2 separate regions of the Columba livia genome follow, and region 2 is linked to region 1. A link is a contact called in public Hi-C data. All regions are on one chromosome and are shown on one strand. The core of a region is the stretch at or near the end of the contact, and the rest is flanking DNA. Distances in the headings are between cores, read along the strand shown.

Region 1 (6,857 bases), core at 2,148-4,647:
GTTTGAACCTGTTTTGCTACTACGTTACTTTCATAGCAGAGAAAAAGTAGTGGCCAGAATTTTCAGAAATGCCAAATTTTAGAGCTTTTGAAACACGGGCACGAAGGTAACCATGTACATAATGGAAATGGAGTGACTTTACCCAGGCAATGAACTACTACTGGCTGGAGAGCCAGCTCTGGGTTTACAGTTTACTGCAACGTGGGCTGTAAGGCAATTGTAGGAATCAGACATTCGGGGTTTTATATCACAGGCTGAACAATGACACCGCACGCCCACCACACGCACTTCCCGTGCCGGTCAGTCCTCGCCGCTTCCCGCAGTAATGGCACCATCTATCGGTCCCACAGCACCGCTGCACAACTCCCGTAAATCAACCCCACCTCTTGTGACAGATAACACACCATTCCGTTGAACCGCTGCCCTGCTGCGGCAGAGCGAAGATCCAGAGCAAAAATAAAACCCTTTAACATTTCCAACACAGTATGTAGGTGTTTCATCTAGAGGTGCTAACCGTGAACAGAAAAGGTTTAACTAAAACTAAAGTTTTCTTTCCCCACTGCAGAGTCAGCACAAAAGCTGCATCGGACAAAGGTGGAATCTGGTCTGCTAACCTGACACTTCATTTTCAGATCAATTTTGTGATATTTGTAGTTGGACCCTACATTACACTCCCACAGCTCTAGCAAAGCCAAGCTTTCCTTTCAAATCATTCACGTCTTCAAAATGAAACGCAAGTCTGAAATGATGCAATGTTTTCTTGAGTGACCAGAGAGCAAAAATAATCTGCAGATCTGCATTCTGCTACCACAAAGTACTTATTTCAACGTTATCTTATATTCTTGTTTATAGCTGAAAAATGGCAAGGAAGAATACATTTACCAAGATTGTATTTTGCAATATATCCAGAACATCGCTTTTATAATCGGTCTGGACAGGGCAGCACCTATATGTCAAAAGCATGCAAGCAATCTGTGGTCCCAGCTTTCAGTATTGTCACCCTCCCCAGTTCAAAACTGAGCACAACGTACACAGAACTGTGTATACATAGCGCTCAAATTCCTACCACAGAAAACGTTACGCGGACAGAAGAGCTGGGTACTAACACCTAACAACCTGAGGGTGGGCTACGAACGTCAAGTTGACCCCAGCGACAGACAGAACTAAACGTCTCTACTGAGCAGCTCCGTACAGCAGGTTAAACCAACTATTATATGGACAAGTAAAGCAGTTGTTGCTTCACTACAATGAAGCACCTTCTTGAGTAAAATACAGCTGCTACTTAGCAAAAAAGACAGAAATACAACAGTCTGGAAGAAGCAAGGCGCATGTTTTTCATAATGAAACTAGGGAAAATCCTCAGGCAGAAAGTAAATCACCCAAATGAGAGTTTATATGAACCACGAGTTAGTATTTTCTGCAAATCAAGCTTCCACGGATTTTTTTTACAGCAAGTTTTTGGAAATCTCACAATTCTCTTGCTTTAAAATATGCTGGAGAATGCACACAGCAATTTTCCTAATACCACATTTTTGGCAGCTTAACTAGTACAATAGTCCATGTTTTTAAAGCGTTTAAACAGCAGTGCACCTGCCGTGAAAATATGAGCACGATTTTATCTGTGAGGTCTGCACAGCTCCCAGCAAACACTGCATTTTGAGTACAAACACTTAGAACAATCATCCAAGACGTTCAGCGTTTGGCAGCACTGCAATACTGTGCCACTCACCCATGGTGACGTAGGGCAGCTTGTCCGTGGATCCGTGGGGGTAGATGCTGTAGAGGTGAGGGCCTGTGACATCGACGCCCCCCAGCACCAGGGCAGCACCGATGTACCCCTGGTACCTACGAGCAACGGCCACACGTGAGCCTGCGAGTCCACCCCCAAGCTGTGGCTCTTCACACAGCACATGCATTTGAGAATTTTGCCACGATTGTACCAGCTACATCTTCGTAATAGAAAGACAAACTACTGCTCACACACAGTGAAAGTTAAAAAATTTACCGAAATATGGGATGTTTCAGTGTCAAGAACAAACAAACACCGGGCAATGCTTTTGTACCAATACGGAGAGAATTCAGAGTAGCTTTCAAGCCTTAAATTAAATTCCAGTATCCAAAATTAAGTTTTTCTTTAGGGACTTCAAAAAAACCCACGTTCCTGTGTTTCCCCATTAGATGCTCTTGGCTGCCTAAACTTCTCAATCTGTTACTACGAAAGCTGAGCAGACCAAGGAAAGACGCTCCTTCGCTGGAGCTTCATCTGGTCGTTTTAACTACATTGTTAATAAACAAGAAACACGCTCGGTTACCTGAAAAGCATTTGTTTTAGCATCCGATTAGCTGTGACAACTCTTGGGAGTCGTCCAGTGGACAGCGAATGGAGCTCCAGGTTGGAAGAGATCAGCTGAGTTGTCATCTCAGTATCGGCAGCTGTTCCTGCACCACAACAGCTGGAAAATGTTACAAGTAAGTGATGGAGAGGTGGGGAAGAGAGGGGAGACTTAATGCTTGAACCAACAAGCAGAAATTTTTCCATTACAATATTGAGGAAATTAAGTTCTAATACCATCGATATTTTCAGAGTATGAAACAAGACAGTCTGTTGAAGTGCAAATGAAATACCAAAAATGAACAAGCCTTGCTAATACATGACAATTTTAAAGTACACATTAACAATTGTTTTTAGCAAAGAGCACCACTAAAAATCCCATCGCTGTTACCAATGAGCAATAAACAACTTTACTACTTACTAGATATTAGGGGAAATGAAGTGTATTTTCGAACAGTTCTTGTCAGCAACAACCATGCCTTCGGTCGCTCTCGTGTCCGCTCCGAGCACGATGCCGTCCTGCGGAAACAGTTATTCCCAAACCTCGGCATCCGGGCGGATCCTCCCGGGGACACGCGGGTGACTCAGCGGGGCCCGGACGGCGCTTCAGGCCGAGCGGCCTCTCCGGCCCGGAGCCTCCGCACCCGCCCGGCTGGAGGCAGCGGCCCGGCCCGGCCTCCCGCCCGCAGCGCCGGGGGACGCGCCCGCCTCACCTTGAACACGACGCCGGCGATGGTGGTGCCGGTCTTGCGGGCCGCGGGCAGGCGCAGCCCCTTCGGGACCAGCTCGGCCTCCAGCTGCGAGTTCCTGCAACACAGCGCGACAAGTTGGCCCGGGCGGGGGCTCCCCCAGCCGCAGCCCCCGCGGCCCGCCCGCGCCCGGCCCCGCGGCCCGCCCGCCCCTCACCGAGCGCAGTTGTCGAAGCTGAAGCCGCCGCTCGGCGCCCGCAGCACCGATACCGCCGCCATCTTCCCGCTCCGCCCGCGGGCACTTCCGGGTCAGCTGCCGGCGCGCGCACCGGGGCGGGGCCTGTGCCGGGCCACGCCCCCGCCCGGCCGCTGCCCGCGAAATGGCGGCAGGGGCGGCACCGGAAGTGCTGGGTTCTGCCGCGGAGCGTCCGCGGTTCCCGCGGGATGGGCGGGACGGGTCTGCGCCCGCGCTGCGCGCTCGGGATCCGCCCGTGTCCCGGCAGCTTTGACCGGAACCCGCGGGTTCTGGAGGGTTTGGCAGACGCGCGGGGCAGCAGCCGCCGTGCCCGGTTAAACACCCACGGTGCGGGGGGACCGGGACGGGCCCCGCACCGCTACCCGCGCTGCGGCACTGCCGGCGCGTCCGAACGTGCCGCTGTCCCGGGGCCCGGCCGGGACGGACAGACGGGACGGACAGACGGGACGGACAGACGGGACGGACAGACGGGACGGACAGACGGGACGGACAGACGGGACGGACAGACGGGACGGACAGACGGGACGGACAGACGGGACGGACAGACGGGACGGACAGACGGGACGGACAGACGCGGGTCCGGGCTCCGAGCGCTCCGCGTGCGCCGGGGTCGCCCGTTCCTCCTGTGCCGTTGGTGTTCCCCGTTCTGACCGTCAGTAATGCTGCTTGGACTGGGTTGCAGGGCTTGTCGGATGGGTTTTGTGACACTTTGAGACTCTCAAAATGATAGGTGAAGGGCAAAAAGGGAAAAAATCCCCAAGTTTTATGTTTAGGTCTTAACAAAGAACCTATAGTTGCACGAGAGAATGCAAACCTACCTAAAATCGCTGTGCTGTTAATGTAATGGCCGTATGGTGAAATAAAGAAGATAAACGCCCCTTCTCAAAATCAGGGGAGTCCGGCTGGATGTCAAGGAGATCAGTGAAACTAATTCAGTGTTTCCTCCGTTACAACTTTTCCTCCATCTTACTGACATGTTAAAAGGAAAAGCTTCGTGTATCCATAGAGAAAAGAATTTGTGGCGGCTTCTCAGTAAAGAATGCATTTGAACGCAATGCAGACGTGTAGTGAGATTTTTTCAGTCTGTTACGTATCAGTTTTGCTTTCTAGATGTATAAGTGCCTGAAATTAAAAATCTTGTTGATTTAAAATAAAAGCAATATGTTATTTTTCCCAAGCGTTGGGCGGGAGGAGCCGCGGAGCCAACCGTGGCGCTCGAGCTGCTGTGGAGCGGGAAAGTCCATCAGCTCCTGTTGGGAGAGGAGATCCTGAGCTTCCCGAGCCCTCGCTGCGGACGCCTGGCAGCGGGTGACATGTGCTGACGGTGCTCAGCGTCCCTGTGCTGCTGAAGGGGAAAGGTGCCTGATATTTGAAATGAGTTGTGTCCGGTCAGTTGCTGTCACCTCAGAGAGCCGTGGTGCTGTGTCCCACGCGGGCCGGGCGCCCCTGGGGACACACTGCGAAGCTCGGGGAGCTCCAGAGGTCACGTTTTGGCACAGGACACATCGGGCAGTGTCCTGTGTGTGGTTTCACCGCTGCTGTCCTGCAGGGCCCATAAGAGGCTTGACTGCTTGGCTTGAGATGGAGCACAAGGTACCGAGAGCACTCATTCCAACGGACCACAAATGACCATCTTTAAGATAAGCACACAGAGAACCTGCGTTCTGTGTTCTCCTCTTTCTTTCAACCCTTGGGTACCTAAAATCCCATTTTCTTGTCCACCGGTTGGGCTGGGAAGCTGGCTGAGAGAAAGAATATCCTGCTGCCAGATGCTCTTTTTTTCGTTCTAACACAGTTGTTTTTCTCTTCACTTGATAAAGTTAAAATAAACAGTCTCTGGGGTGAATTACAGGCGTCAGAATTGGATTGGCATACAAACTGTAGAGCAGTTGGTGGCTGGGAGTCTGGGGAAAAAGAAACAGCAGGTTTTAGCTAGAGGGGACAACAGCTTTATTTCCCTCTTGGTCCTTGACAACTAAGCAGATGTCCTACAATTATTGTTTTACCTTCTAGTAATATAGTGTTTTTTCCCGTCCTCCCAGGTATGCGACTGGCTCTTTTGCAGATGTGCAAGTGCATCTCTTCCCTAGTTCAAATCCATCTTCGTGCACCACTAGCTCCATCTATTGCCCATTAATGGTTGGCTGAGATTCAGAGAGGCGCTTCCCCAACCCGGGACAATGAGCTGTGCTGGAGCCTGAAGAATGCAAACTTTCCCCTGTATTTTTCTATAGCAGTACCGAAATCTGTTTCTAGCCTTAACAAAGCTGCAATCCAGGTTTATCATCCTACAAGGCATCTGACAGGGAAGTTAAATAGCATTCCAGACACATTTTTGAGAACTTACTTGGGACACGAGGAATGTTCGTGTTTTTCCCAACAGGTGGGCGTTCAAGCTGAAGCCTGTGTCTATACAGTCTGTGTGTGTCTGCAATGTATATATTCCCAGGTATTTTAGTGTCTGCATTTGCACCATGCCTGGTTTCCCAGGTTTGTATTCAGTGTCTGCTTTGTCTGTGAGTGCCAAATGACTCCTTAAATTCTTGACCTTATTTAAAGAGATGTTGGGTAACTTGGAACATTTAACAAAATCTGCAGTACAGTTTCAGTCTGCACAGCTTGCACCTGCTCTTGCAGTGTGAAAGACAAACACGCTGTTTCTTCAGGGTAACAAGTGTAAATCACAAGTCGATTTTCTGCTCTCTAGAACTAGAGTTGCAAAAAGTAAAGTCATAGCAGACAAGGCCTTTGATCCTCTAGAGACGGGACTGGTTTTGTGTAACGGGAAGGAGTGATGGACAGAGGGTTTCCATTGTTCCAGCACGGTCTGGTGGAATAACTCAGCACCTGTTTGTTGGAGGTTTGCAAAGGACAGACGGCCAACCCTGACAGCCACCGACAGCCACACACACCGCGCTGGTCCCCAGCTCTGTCTGGTGAGAGGATCCCAGTACAGCACTGGCGGGAGTGTGCTGCCCAGTAGCTTGTGGCTGTTGGACTGGTGCCTATGACTGTTCACAGTGAAAGGTGACAGGTCACCCCGGCACGTGTGTGTGAAACCACGGGCAGCTGGAGAATCCCAAGCAACACTTTCTCGTGCTGTAAGCAGCTGCGCTGGTGTCTCTGCTGCATGAAGTGCAGACAACGGGGCGACTGACAGCCCCTACGCTCCACGTCTGTCTGCAGAGCTCGTGGGAGAGTGTTCCGGAGCCCGCACCGTCCAGCGCTGCACAGGACTGCTTTGCATTAGCGCTGGCCGGAGGCAACGCAAATCATCCAGCAGCTGAAAGCACATATTGCAGCGGCGCCCCAACCCCGGTTGTGGCTGCGTCCTGTGCGTATTCCAACAGAGTCCCTGGATCCCAAAGTAGCCGGCAGCTCCCGTAACGTCCCAAGGTGAACTTGTGTTAGGAGCGGAGCCAGGCAGGGATAATCACTGAGCTGGAGAATAAATGCGCCATGTGTCTCTCCTGTTCAAAACCACTCTAATTTCAAACATCTTGCCTCAACAACGATCTGTTAACAAACTGCAGGCCAAGAATCTGTCAGAAGAATTTAAATACAATTCTGGCGAGATCAG
Region 2 (6,857 bases), core at 1,535-4,034, 300 kb before region 1:
GGGAGCCCCGCACTCACCCCGCACTCACCCCACGGTCACCCTGCACTCACCCCACGGTCACCCCGTCTCAGCTCCTCACAACCAGGCGGCCTTGGCTGGGGCAGCGTTTCCGAACCCTCCCCGCTGGGTGCATGTCCAGCCTGTAACCAGCTGCAGGAACTGCAGGTGCTGCAGGAACGACGGAGACTCTGCAACGGGTGAGAACTCGGAGACCAACTTTTGTAAAAACAAAAATCACACTGTGTACAAAAGCCCATCGAGGGCACAGCTCACTTCCCATTCTTTTCCAAACAGTAATACAGTTACTGAAATATTACAGAAAAAGAGGTGTCATAGGAATGGACAGTGAACAAGAAACTACAAAAATCACAGCCTCAGTTCACTCCAAAACTGCAGCTAAAATTAATGAAATTACCCAGAATAATCAAGCTTCGGCTTATTCCTTTTTAAACCTCCAAGCCTTAGGAGTGTTCCTAAAACTAAAATAAAACCAAAACCAACCAGAAAACACAGCTCCAAACCTGACTTCCGCAGACGAAATGCAGTATTACGATATTTTAATATTCTTTTCTCCTGTGGTATCACTAAAATCTGACGTGTCGAAGAGACCTATCTTCTCTGTGCTGTTCCCTTGTGAGAACTCTAATCAAATGAGCTGCTCCTGCAACTTCTCAGCAGGTATTTTGATTTGAGAGTAATCACAGTTTTCTCTACACTCTTTATAAAATTTATGTCCTGATCATCTAACAAATAAGTAAAAGACTTAAATTGACATTGGTATGTAGACTTTTCTCTATCAATGCAAACTAATTGTATATCTCTAAACAAGAAAAATGTTTATGAAAAAAAATGTAGTGAATATACCAACTATTGAGTTCAAAGCAAAGACACCACATGTGTCTAAATAAATATCAAGGAAGTGTCAGAGGTAAATGAGAAGAGACCAGGTGAAGTGTGTGTGATGTGTTAATTGTATTCAAAAAAATAATAGAGCAAGACAGAGAAGCTGAACTTCCAATTATCATAATGGTATCTAGTGCACAACACATTTTCAAACTTGAAAGAGACATTTGAAACCATCGGAATTCTGAGCAGAATACCTCCAGCTGTGTGCTGCAGAAATCGCACACGCTGTACACGCGGTTTATTTCAATACCAAGTAAAGTTACGACTTACAAAACACGTATTTCAGTCACAATAGAATATCTGTCATTGCCAAAAGCTGCTACTCACTGAACGAAAGGAACAGAAAACAATGAATTAAATTAGCAAAAGATAAGAAAAGACAGAGTCTTTCCATTTGATGTTTTACTAGACTGAAGTAGCGTGTTTTGAAGAGCCCTTCGCAGAGTTTATATTTTTGTGCCCCCCAACCAGAAGAAAGAAGAAAAAGGTGGTTCCCAGTGCTAAGTTACGTTTTTGTTTATGTGGCATTTTGGTCAGTAATGCTCTGCCCACACCAAAAGCAACGCAATTGTGAACAAAGCTGCCCAGTTCTCTGCTGAGACGCAAAAGCCACAGCAGAAAAGGGGCTCAGTCCCTTCCACGTCTTCCCTTCCCAGAAGCCTTAAGCACGGGTGGGCCGCCAGGAGCCCTGCCTGGAGCCACCAGCACCGCGAACACCGCTGACGCTCACGTGGGGCGTGCTCAGCCCCAGCGCAGCATCACGATTTCTCCATGTGATTCCAAAGAAAAGGACAACTGGGAAAGGCAGCAGGTCTGGAACACGCTGAGCTGGCGGTTCCGTCACGCATACAAACGTCTCGCGCCGTCTTTAAGCCTTAAGCGTTTCCAGCTTTCATTGTATGAGCTCTATCACCTACCCATGCAAATCATCGCAAATAATTTTGATTTACTGCCTTTCACTTTAATCTTTTTGTACCATAAGGGTACAAATTGTATGCTCCAATTCATACACAATCTATAATGAGCATGCTGAAAAAACAAAGTGGCTTGATTTATCTATTATGAAGCTCTATTAGTTTGTTCCTGATTAAATATTCTAATTTTTATCATTAATTCATCAAGTTTGCCTGCTACTGGATTCTACTGTAGAAATCCAAATACCAAATCTCTTCTACCATCTCTTTTCAGGGTAAGCTGAACTTCTGTTCAATTGTACAGCTGCTCAGTCTAGTGAGAAGGTAAAGTGCGCTCGTTCCCTGCCTGGACGGTCCTGGGCTGGGGGTTCCTGTGCTTCGGTTTGTGCTCTGGGGGTCGTTTGATTGGCTTTTTTCCTTCTCTCTCTCCCTTTATTTTTGTGGAGGGTGTGTTGTTTTGGGTTTTTTTTCCCTAATACTGAATGCAACTTATTCACAGCTCATTTAAAAACCACACAGTCACTGAGTGCCTCACACAGAAGCTGAATTCATCGGTCATGTTATTTTACGCTTGCTGTTTGTTCACTTGCTTCATTGTTCTACTCTAAGTCCCCTGCGCTTTATTAGCTCAGGAAATATCTTCAACTTTTCCTGCATGGCGGCATTTGCACACTGCTTCATTGCTTGCTGAGGCTGTGCACTCTCAATTAGAAGTAAAGTATCAGGAGAAAACCCAATAAAAACACAGGCAAAAGCCAGCCTAAAACACACAAACAGCGCCTTGAAACAAATTGAGGAGAAACAAACACAAGTGTATAAAATAGCACAAAACACAGAGAATCAGGTGTGAAAGGCAGAGACAAATAATTTATCAGCTGAATATACAAGTCCTTCCACAATAAAGCTGAAGCACCACGGAGCTGCTCTGCGCCGTACAACCTTCCCTGGGCACAGTGGCCTTTGAGCAAAGCTGCTTTAACTTGTGCAGCCACACCGAGTGACCGACCCCGTGCAGTCTGAGGGCTGAACACGGAGTTTCTGCAGAGCCTGCGAAGTTATTTACACAATGGAACACGAGATGCTTCTCCTCCGCTTGCTCACGGGTTCCAGCCAACTACGATACCACAAAAACTTAAATGTCAGCATGGGGCAGGTAAATACCAACAATCTCAAGAGCAGCCCTGTGAACATCAGCACTCCAAAAACCATGTTCAAAGGAACATCACGCTTCTGGTGTTATTGCTGTCGGTGCCCTACAAGGGACAGAGCACACGGGCCCTGCTCTGGGCAATATTTCTAGGCTGAAGTCCAAATCATTCCCATGCTGGTTTGTCTTTGTCCTTGGCGGGGAGGCATGTATTTGGTTTGGTTTTGTTGTTGTGCTTGTAAGTCTTTTACTTTTACACATGATGGACAGGACAGTTTGCGTCCTCTACAGGAGCAATGCCATCTTCGGCAGAGCGTCACGCTGATTTTCTCAGATATTATTGCTTCCTACCTTTCTTTCAGCATCTTAGTTTCCTGCCCCTAGCGTGGCGTACAGAATTGCACAACACAGGATCTTACAAGAGTGTGGAAATTACAAACCAGTTCTATTTACTACATAACAGACTGCTATAAGAGATTAAAGTGAATGTCTTTTCAGTTTCATTAACATATGTATATCTCAACAGACTTCGATGTAGAATATTAAATGCATTTTGAAGAACAGTAAATGCTTCTTAGAAAACCAGCCATTTTTAAGTTTTAAAATGGCAAAAGCAAAAGCTGAAACTTGTCTGTAGCAACTGAAATGCTCAGAGACAAAACACCACCAGGACTGAAATGAAAACACAAACCGCACAGAAAACAAACAAACAAAACTGTCTTTCCCCAACAGATCTTCGGCAGTCGGTGCCTGCATTCCGGGCGCTGTGTCTGCCAGAGCACTTGCCGTAATTGGTAAAACAGAACAATAGTTACAGGCAGTTTTTAAGAGGGATTGTCAAAAACTAACTTCAAATACCACAAAACGCAGAATCTTCATACTAGGGAAAAAAAAAATATCTTAAGTTCCAGTTCCAAAACATACAGAAAGTCAATTTATCTCCACTTTTATCATACAAACATCAGGTTTTACACGCTGCCAATGTCACTGTCATTGGCTACTCCCACCTGTTAGTAAAGTCGTGGAGATGAGACTCAGAAATCCCCATCATTCAGGCACCACTACACTGGCCATACAGGATATATTTGAGAGTTAACAGCAACTGAACAGGAAAAAAGTATAGATGGGTGGGGAAAAAAATATATATTAATTATACACCAGCACTCACTTGAAAAGCAGCACAACAAAACTGCAGGTAAAGGAAGTGCTTGATTTTATGTGCTTCTACTCAGTGTTTCACCTACACCTTGGGTGTTTTTAATACATGTAACATTAGTGATCTTCCTTCTTCATTTTTACTACATATGGACAACCACTCCTAAAACCCTGACTTATTGAGACAAGTCTGGTGAAAGGGAAGGATCTTCTCTGCATGCAATGTATAGCTTTAAAATATACATGCAAGGGGAAAAAAAGCTCCACAAAAGATGGCTGAGTAGAGGAAGTAACTGGATCGTGGCAATTACTGGGACTTGGAACCAACTATTTACTCTTCCACTGAATAACTTAAAAAAATAATTCACCATGGCAACAATCATTCTTCATAGCAGATAAAGCATTGAATGCTACAAAGCCTTTTCAAAATGAATTATGCACCAGTATGTAACGTGCACTTTTTTATGTTACTGCACACACATTCCAACAAAAATTCCTTTTGGATTCAACTGGCATTTGCTTTTTCACTCTGCACCACGCATCATCTACTTTTCTTCTTTTCTTTTCTGACTTCTGTCCCGCTCGGATCTTACAGATCTGGAACTGCTAAAGGAATTTATAGTGTTAGTCTGGGCAAGATCTTCAGAGAGCTGGGGAGCATCCCATGTTCCCTGGTGTTCCGTGCGGGTCGGGTCGGCCGTGTTCCCGCGGGGCGATGGCAGCACAGCGGTGACACCGGTGTCCCCAGGAGGGCAGGACACAGCAGCACAGCGGTGACACCGGTGTCCCCAGGAGGGGAGGACACAGCAGCACAGCCACGGCTGCAGCACCGAAAGGGAACAGGGGATAAAACAATTCTCTAGAAAAGTCTTCACGCTCCTGGATGAAGGCGGGACAGCTTTTCACTTTTATCAATAAAAAGTTGAAATACAATAAAGGAGATACTTTCTTAATTACACATTTCCTATGAAAGTGTAATGTCCCACACTTCCCCCAGACAAGACCTAGACGGGTTCATTCTAGTAGGACACATCACAAACCAGAACACTATTTTCAAGGCACCTGCAAACAGCGGAAGTTACTGGCCATGTCCTTCCAGGGCTGAAGGCAAATTTCTTATTTAAAAATCCCCTCAGAAAAGTATTAGTCAGTAACAAGATGCTAAAAATAATGTCATACTTTTCAGTGTTTTTTTCATTTTGACACTGATTTCATAATGTCCTCACAAACAATTTAATCACGCTTTTAATAAAACGTGCGAGGAAAGCCTGCGAGCCGCTGCCTTCGGGCGGGCTGCGCGGCCAGGCCGCTCTGCCGGCTCAGCCGCACTCAGTCTTACAGCAATTCGGTGCTTAACAAAGATGGTCTGTGAAAGCAAACCGGTTACGTGCTGTGTGTGACCACTGGGTGTCAGCAGAAGAAAGCGCACGGCCAGCGCCAGGGAAGCACAAAACCCGGGTCTCATTTCCCCGCACAGTTACCAAAACACACACAGCTACTAAGTACTACGAACACCTTTACACACACACAGTAATTATTCAGTTCTTTCTGTTGAAGATGACCTACTTCTGTGAATTAACTATTTAGAAGATGATAAAAACATTCCCTCTGTAAATGGCAAAAAATCAGGAATTTAGAAAAAGGTGATACAAATAAAATGCTCACACTGGTGTCGCTGTTAGTAATTTACGTAATATTCATAGATAACAATCTGCCTCAATACAGCCAAGTAAATACATTGTTTCTCACGTGTTTTCTGTACTTACTCGCAACAGAGGTTTCTGGAGACTGTACAGACACCACACGTGCCAGAAATTCTTCCCTACTTAAAATCCGGCCTAACACAACTACAGAAAACACACACGCACAGTAGGACACAGAACTGAATCGGTTATTTTCTTACATAAATCTTATGATTGGACTTGCAGACTGTGTTATCTGGATATGTTACTTACTATCTGGACATGTTACTTACTAGGTTACTTACTATGCTTAAGTATAATGCAAATTTAAAGTCTGCTCTGTGACACATTCTGGACTACACAAAATAATGAAAAATACCTTCACACCATTTATGCCAAAAAGTCAATTCGTATCAGATGAGATGGTCTGTGAAATTAAATTGTCTTAAGAGACAGAAACTATGAAAAGCAGGAGAACTGCTGCTGCTTTGAATTTATTTCCCAATTATCAATAATTTCAAATGAACAGTCAAATTTCTAGAGTTACCGGACATCAAATGCTAATAACTACATCATGTTTGGTATTGCTTATGCCCCATATTTATACCAACATGTGAGGGTAGTAAGAGAAAAAAAAAACCCACAATGATAAGCAAGCCGAACAGTTTATTCTAACTCCTCGGGTTAACTGTCTCTTGAAGTTGCGCTTCCGAGGGGTGTGCTATTGTCACTTGATTTCAAATGTTCATCTTTAACCATCTGGTATTTTGAAGGCTGGATGTATTTCCAGGGAACCAATTTAAATTTTGATTTTTTCTTCATAAATCCCTTAACTAGTGAACATCACACACACATCCCGGCCAAGCAGACATGGATATTCCCAGAGTTGCCTGGCAACTCGTGGGAGGAGCATCGCGGAACGAGGAAACCTGTGCGGATGAAGGGAAGTCAGTGTCTCCCCGGCACGGAAGGACGGTGTACAGCCACCCGCCTCGCTGCCTCCAGTTCTCTTATTTATATGGACAACATTTTGAATACCTCCCATTATTTCAC

The links. Hi-C and Micro-C count contacts between places; a contact is called where the count stands out from the background.
Region 2: a Hi-C map of crop shows a contact between it and region 1, with 3 times the contacts expected there. The contact joins the enhancer-like site here to the promoter of PSMB7 in region 1. A contact is called at or near these places in 2 of 2 Hi-C or Micro-C datasets (crop and liver).

Annotation. Positions count from the first base shown.
Region 1 is chr19:1,175,098-1,181,954 of bColLiv1.pat.W.v2, reverse strand. PSMB7 (proteasome 20S subunit beta 7) reads right to left here and starts at 3,397. Exons shown (of 8, transcript XM_065035426.1): 1 at 3,239-3,397; 2 at 3,046-3,139; 3 at 2,754-2,851; 4 at 2,313-2,453; 5 at 1,730-1,845. The coding sequence starts at 3,300.
Region 2 is chr19:1,476,383-1,483,239 of bColLiv1.pat.W.v2, reverse strand. The region is part of intron 12 of DENND1A (DENN domain containing 1A); the gene reads right to left. Among named protein-coding and RNA genes, the nearest start is that of DENND1A, 91 kb to the right of the region's middle. Within about 2 kb of position 2,784, at least 1 of the 3 cell types and tissues checked has an H3K27ac peak away from gene starts, as active enhancers do.